2 separate regions of the Mus musculus genome follow, and region 1 is linked to region 2. The links are chromatin contacts, called in public promoter capture Hi-C maps. All regions are on one chromosome and are shown on one strand. Each heading gives the region's core, a stretch centred on a gene start, on an enhancer-like site or on the middle of the called end of the contact. The rest is flanking DNA. Distances are from core to core; before and after follow the strand shown.

Region 1 (3,597 bases), core at 21-2,520, 2.1 Mb after region 2:
CAGTAAGCAGCTATTCTTCATGGCTCCTGCCTCTGGTTCTGCTTGGGTTCCTACCGAGTTCCTTCATAGATGGATTGGGACCTGGAAGGGTAAGACAAATAAACCCTTTCCTTCCCAAGATGCTTTTTGGTGACGGTATTTTACCATGGCAACAGGAAGCAAGTTGAACAGTTATTTCCATCAAGAAGTCTTCCTGGACTCTCCCCCCCCAACCCCCGCCGCCGCCGCCCCCACTTCCACCCCTGGTTGCATTACGAGTCACTGCAGTAGACATATTATCTCCTATTCGTTGGCTGTCATCACATCCCCTAGTGAGTCAATTTCTTCTATTTCTTAATTCTATTTTCTCCGCAGGACTGAGTTCAACCACAGTAGGAGTTATGTCTTGTTCCCTCCCATAACTTGCACACACAGCTGATTGAGAATCAAACGGGCTCCATGGAGGAACTGCTCTCACCTCCTGCATTACATTCGTCCTTCTTCGGTAGGGGTCCCTAAGGGTGAGGATCACGGCTGACTAAGTTTGCCGGACCCACTTAGGAACCAAAAGCACAGCTCTGACTTCTAGACACTCAGAGACAAATGGGGAGATGTCAGTAATGTGAGTCGCAGGGCAGCTGGTAGAGAGAGAGGCACAGCAGTTTAGCTGCTTACCTCTTGTAAGCTACCAAAGCAAAACGGGACTCAGCAAGCCATACGCTAACGCACTGACCCATGCGACACGAACCGACAGAGACAGCCTTTATTACACACTGCAAGCTCCACGGCCCGTCTTACTGAATGCCGGAGTTTAGGGAAGGGTTCTCCGAGGGGCTGGCACGTCAGGCTTGGCTCCAATGTGCTCAGGGATGCTCTGAGCGTCACACCACTGACACTTCACGCACATCACCGCACTCAGACGACACTCACACCGTAATGAACAAGGCTCCCGGCAGCCCACGAGGTCCAGGCGCGCCCTGCATGTCACGTCGCGCGCGGACTCATGACCTCCCCCACCCACCCTCCCACCCCTCATGACCACGTCCACGACCTGCAGCCCCCACAACTAGGGAAACACAGCACTGTCACGCACCTTCCATGCGGCGGCCCACAGGTAGATTCCTGAGAAGACCCAAAAACCCGCCTGCGAACTGAGGAAGTGACGTCACTTCCGTCCTTGGGCCCGCCCACACTTGTGGCTCTGCCGCTCTAGCCCTCCGCGGAGTCACTGCTACTCTCTGAGGCCTAACCCGTTGCCTAGGCAACAGGCTCCCAGCAGCCCCTGCGGCCCGGAGTCCATCCCGCCTCCTCCGGGTTGGCGGGGCTGAGGTGTCCTGAGGGGCTGCCGCGGGAGGTGAGTTCGGGAGCGCGCGGGCGGGTGCCGGACGCCTCCGACGTCCCCGACGCCGCCCCTCGCCTTTCCTCCCCCTGGCAGAGCCGCCTTCCCCTGTCTCAGCCCCTCAGCGTCTCCACAGCCGCGTCGCCGTCCCCCTGGCAGCCGCCGCACGCGGCGCATCTGTCAGCCGGAGTCTGTGCAGAGCACCGGGCGTCGCAGCGTTCGCACACCGCCCCGGGCCGCCCTGGCGTCCCGGCTCCCCTCGCTCCTCCCCTCCTGCCCCACCCTGCATCCCTCTCGCGGCCGGCTCCAGGCTCCTCAGCCTGGAGATTGACATTGCGTTCTGTTCTGTCCCCCCGATCCTCAGCTGGATCCCTTACATTGCCGCTGGCTTGGCCGCCCAGTAGGAGTTGAGTAAGGGTTGGTTAAATGGATACCGAATGCCTCCCGGTGTGGCCCCCGAGGCGGAATGGACAGTGAATGGGGTGACCCTGGGTCAGACTCGGGGTCAGGTCATTGCGCTTCCCCTTCCTACCCGTTTACTGGAGCAAGTGTCAACTTCCTAGCTTCAGTTTCGTCATCCGTAAAATGATAAGTTTTTATCTTGGGATAGTGGAGGATTAAATGGGTCAGTGCATGCATGCACAGCCGACCGTCCAGGGTCTGACTGAATATGATCAAGGTTAGTCTCTGCTGTCACCCACACGGCTCTGTGGGCTTCGCTGCTTTTTCCTCTAGTCCCTTAAGTCTCTGGTTTCCCATTTCTTTCCATCTCCGTCTTTACTTTTCTTTCCTACCCTTTGTGCTTCCTTTCTTTCTCACCGATATTCAGGTATTTTTCTGTTCCATTTGTTGGCAGCATGTGAGGTGTATCGTTTTGTCGTTGACTGGAATGATCATTTGCAGCCAAGGTTTTGAAAACTTTTGGAGCAGGGAGTTGTGGGAAATCAGGTCCTAGGTATGAAGTTGCTCTAGTCTCTTATCGCCAGAGAGTCCTTGTCTTCGAAGCTGTTACACTTTTTGTACCTACTCGCACCCAGCTGTAATGCTGATATACCTGTGATCATTTTGTTTGTTTTTGCAACCTGACTTACAGCCCGTGTTTGTTCATTCATTGAGTGTTTACTAGACTTCCCTCATGCCAGTTGCTGGGCCAGGCCCTAGGGGTGTATGCTTACACTTCACACCTAGTCACTCCCTCAGGAAGGTTGGAGTCTAGCTCTTGAGATTTCAAACCTGAGAATCCCGTCTGGTTTGGGAATCATGGATGGGTAAAATGAAATAAAGTCCTTCAGGGGTTCACTCCCCCCCCCCACCCCGTAACTTTTAAAAATCGTGTTTTATGTGAATGGATGTCTTGCCTCCATGTGTTTTTGTGTACCCACGTGTGTGAAGTGCCTACTGAGGTCAGAAGAGGGTATCAGATGCCCTGGAAGTTAGCTGCCATGTGGGTGCTGGGAATTGAACTCTGGTCCTCTGGAAGGGATACCCTGTGTTACAGGCTGAGCTACCTCTCCGAGAGCCCTAAGCAGTTGTTTTGATGTAGCCACATTGTCTTTTTCAATGGAAGACTGGTTCTTATTGGGTTGGTTTTCAGTTTTTCTTAGGGAAGTTATCTTTTGGGGTTGAAGAGCTCGGAGTCCATTCATAGTAGCCTCTAATTTAAACAAAATAGCTGCTGGCACTTAGTGGAGAGGAGGAAGAAAGCAGACGACAACAATGATCTTGAATTTAGAAAGGTGAAGAACAAATTAGGAGATGGTTATATTAATAAGAATGGACGTTAGGGACAGGGAGTGTGGTAGAATCAGAAGAAGAAATTAGGTGGTGGTTTGTTTTATTTAGGGTTGTTGTTGTTTTCCAAGACAGGGTTTCTCTGTATAGGTGTGGCTGTCCTGGAACTCAGGCCAACTTTGAATTCAAAGATCCTGCCTGCCTCTGGCTGGAACTAAAAGCGTGTGCCAGCCCATCTGGTTTGGTGGTGTTTTCTCTGGATTATTGAGACAGAAGCAGCTTCAGAATGTATGTTTCCCATGAATGTAGCCTTCGGATCTGGTCACGAGATTTCCAGTGAATCTTTGCTGTGGTCTTGGGGCAATGTGGCATAGAATTTTGTTTGTTTTCTTTTGGGGGACAGGATCTCACTATAAAGACCAGACTGTCTACAGCTTGGAGAGATGCTCCTGCCTCAGCCTCCTGAGTGCTTGAATTGTAGGTGTGCACCACCATATGTGGCTCAGCACAGGGGGTTTGAGAGAGATTAACCCAACAAGTATGTGTTG
Region 2 (3,701 bases), core at 214-2,713:
CTATTCAGCTGAAACCTCAGACGTGCATGAAGTCAGTGCTTGACTTCACGTAGTTGGGCACTCTCTACACACCCTGGGTGAGAATGCAGACCAGGCTGGAGACAGGGCACATGACCACCCTGAGACAGGCTGGTTGAAGACAGATGGGTATCCCAGGCAGGGAGGGCCTACTTGAGCAAGTGCCCATGGGCTTGTGGGACAGTGGGGGTGCTCAAAGTCTCTATGCAAGCCTGGCCTCAGGGTGAATATATGCTCCCCAGATCAACTGTATATCCCAGGCTACAAATGGAGGTAACTCTGGCCCTGGGGAAACTGCAGTACAAGGGGGTCTTGGCCACGGCAGGAGTCCTGGCCATTGAAGATGCCCTCACCTGCCCTGTTACAGCTGGGGCTAGCATGGGGCTCTTTCTGGGTCTCTAATTCTCCACCTGCTTGTGGAAATCTCTGTGGCCTTCCCACAGCTTACAGAAGAAAGACTTGGTGACAGTCTGGTGGTTCTCAAGCACCTAGAGGGTACGTCACTGCTCAGGGAAGGCATTCTGCCAGACAGCAATGTTCTCCATCCAGGAAGAAGCAAGCACGGATTAAGCACCTAAGGCCAACTCCAGCCTATCACTGTTCCAGGAGAGACCTTTCCGGGTAGGGCTATGAAGGATGAAGACAGCAGGACAGGTGGATGAGGAGCCAGGTCTGGGCCTCAGAGCTGAACATATAACCAGCCAGACCACTACCACCTCAGTCGATTCACCTGGAATCCCAGCGGCTAAACCAGGCTCTATTTAATACTTAGTAAATAAACTAATCCTCTAGGCAAAAGGAAAGGCACTAAACGTTCAACAGGTCCGCACGGTAGTGTCATGGGCAGACCTAGCCTGCTCTCAGCTTCGAGCGCTCTTCAGTCAGGTTGACATGACCATTTATTTGACCACCCGGTGGACCGCCTCCTCCTCTCCTGAGCCCTCCAGCAGCTTAAAGCAATGCATGGGAAGTGCTGGGCGCCTGGGGTCGGGCCAGCCTTCTAGGAGGTCGCGCGGTGTCACCAGCCTCGCTCAGACAGCTGCGGGAAGGGATCAGTAGGCTGCGCGCCCGCATCCTTCTGTTCTGTCCCTGCCTCCGGCCAAGCCGCGGTGCTGCCAGGATCCCCAGACCTTGCACTCAGTGCGCACGGAAGGGTCAAGAAGACACCTGTCGCCGCGTACCAGCCAGAACGCCCGCCTGGCATGCCGGTCATCTCCTTACCTCCGGCGCATCCAGCCAGGAAGTCGAGCGCCATGGCCCGGCCCGGCGAGCCGGCTGTGTCTTACTACTCCTCGGGCCCGGCCCGCGGTTGGCCGTCGCGACTCCTGCTATCTGGCCTCCGGGCGCGCAGCCGGGTCGGGGAGGCGACTGGATGGCGACTCCTAGAAAAGCACTCCCCTGGCGTCCAGCTTGCCGGGCCTCACCTCGCACCGCTCGCACCGCCCCGTCGGCCTCAGCCCCCGCGGGGGCAGAGCGCAACCAATCGGTAAGCGAGGCACGGACACACCCCGTGCTCCGGGTGCCGCCGCCAAGTCTCATTGGCTGGGCGCGCCTGGAAGGTGTGGCCTCGGGCGCGGCGGGCGGGGGTGCCTCCCGGCTCAGTAGACAAAGACTGTGCTTCTCGGGCCCGCCCGCACGGCGCAAGGAAGGGGCAGTGCGGTGGGCACACTGCACACTGGAGCCCAGAACCTCCCAACCGCACGGTCCGAAGGGCGGCGCTCGATCTGCTTCAATCCTCGGACCCCTCACGGTATTTGGATGCGACTCTCCTGCTCAACCTCATCGTCCTTGCCTGTGTCAAGAGGACACAGTGGCGAGTGCACACGTGGAACGCCGCGACTCTCCCAAGGCCTACTTTGGTCTTGGACTCAGCTTGCTGGGAAAGTTCGAGAACGACCGCCCACTTGGAGGGGCCTCTGAGGCCCCGGATCTTCTTAAGCGAACGCGCAGGAGTACTGAGGACCCAGTGCACCCAGGCAGAGACAGGGACTTGAGTTTGAAGGACGTAGAAACGTTTTCAAACAGAAGGGGCCTGTGGATGGGGCCTGAGGATGGAAGGGTGCCGCCAAGCCCGACGTGTTCCTGGGAGCCGCCAGCAGGCCAGATCAGGGGCGCGGGCATCTGACTGCAGCTCTGGGCCTTGGGACAGGGTGAGCTAGGTGCAGGACAAGGAGCAAGCAGATATTCCAGGCTTGGAGAGCATTAAAGTTGAGGTGGGCTAAGAACCCGACGCGCCGCCCCCCACCCCCCCAGTTGCTGGTAATATCTACAACAGCAAGGAGTCTGGAAGCAAGTCCAAGTGATGGATACAGCCATCACTTACCGGGCCTCTGCTGGTCGTGACTTTCTTTTAAGCTGAGAGTGGAGTAACAGACTCCTGTGGTTACTCGAACTCTGCTCTTGCCTCTCCCCTCCCTAAACTGGGCGCGGAGTTGTGGGATGGCAGATCTGATGGAGGGGCAGCTCTGAGACCAGGGACCCCAGTGTTGTTTGAGAGGTGGTGTTTATCCTTGGAATTGAATGGACCCTTCGTGAAGCCGACACCCAAGTCCAGGCCTGCTGACCCCTAGTCCAGTGCTTGTGGTGGCTACTGGGCCCTGAACTAGGGGTCTGGAGACCTGGGTTTGATCTCCACAGGCTTTGAGTCATCTGGATGCCTTCTAAAGGCAGGTGGTAAGAGGAAGAAGGAAGTACACACTGGAACTGGGGTGATTGTAGGATCCCTCCTGAGGCCTTTGCCATTAACCCCAGCAATCCTCCTGCAGGGACACAGCCATAAGAATACCCTGGGGTCCGGTGGTAAAGCTCGGGTCTTCACGCCTCCACCCTGGTTTCTGGTTCTAAGAAACGGGAGGGCATCCGATGAGACAAGACGGCTCTTTCTGCCTGTGGCTTCGAGACAGGCTCTTGATATGTAGCCCAGGTTGGTCTTGAACTTGACACCTTCATGGCCTGCCTCCTGAATGATGACACCTGGTTACCTTTTCTTTCCCTGGAGGTGGAACTCGGGGTCTCATGCATGCTGGGAAGGCAAGAGGAGAACTTCCTGAGCCTCATCTCTTCAGCCCTTGTTCTGTGTTGAAGGGAACGTGCGTCAAAAAGCCAGAGAGAGGAAGACAGGTAGGAGCGTGGGAGAGCCTGCCTTCATGCGGATGTCATTCCTGGCATTAGCTGTGTGGAGCTCTGACCCCCTCTACGGAAGGGTTCAGGAGCCTCATACACACACATGGGTACTCACTCCATAGTTGAGCTGCAGAACCATTGGAGGGACTAGAGACCGACCCTGTAGAGATCCTGTGGGACCCTGTGGGACCCTGTGGGACCCTGTGGGCAGAGCTTGGGTGGGCCAGTTGTGGCGGGCCGGTATTGTGTCTGGACTTACTAGGTTTGGGGACAAAATGCGTGAGGGAATGGAAGGCTAAGCTAAGGTTGCATGTCACCCTGGGTGGGTCAGGATCTGCCCTGTGTGGCTGAGTGTGGCCCCTGGGCCTGCTGGTCAGCTCTGTTGGGGTTTGGGGGTGGGGTGGGGCAGGCACTTATGTAGAAAGGAACCACTTGAGGCAGGTATCCTGCTGTCCGAGAGCCCTTTGCCCAGGCCATTGATGAGCTGAGGCAGAAGACAAGGTAGGTCCAAATGCTTGACCTTGGTTGTTGGCTGGGGAGAGACCAGAGAGTCCTGGAGC

What was found. Promoter capture Hi-C pulls out the DNA fragments that hold promoters and counts their contacts.
Region 1: a promoter capture Hi-C map of hippocampal neurons shows a contact between it and region 2, with 11 times the contacts expected there. The contact joins the promoter of Tecpr2 here to the promoter of Slc25a29 in region 2. A contact is called at or near these places in 1 of 39 promoter capture datasets (hippocampal neurons), 2 of 115 datasets of contacts at active chromatin or transcription factors (astrocytes and large pre-B cells) and 3 of 9 other capture datasets (embryonic stem cells, liver and pancreatic islet).

Annotation. Positions count from the first base shown.
Region 1 is chr12:110,887,994-110,891,590 of GRCm38.p6, forward strand. It overlaps Tecpr2 (tectonin beta-propeller repeat containing 2), which reads left to right and starts at 1,271. Exons shown (of 20, transcript NM_001289510.1): 1 at 1,271-1,333. It overlaps Cinp (cyclin-dependent kinase 2 interacting protein), which reads right to left and starts at 1,152. Exons shown (of 5, transcript NM_026048.4): 1 at 1,073-1,152. The coding sequence starts at 1,079.
Region 2 is chr12:108,834,413-108,838,113 of GRCm38.p6, forward strand. Slc25a29 (solute carrier family 25 (mitochondrial carrier, palmitoylcarnitine transporter), member 29) reads right to left here and starts at 1,464. Exons shown (of 4, transcript NM_181328.3): 1 at 1,240-1,464. The coding sequence starts at 1,273. Mir345 (microRNA 345) reads left to right here and starts at 2,561; the gene lies at 2,561-2,656.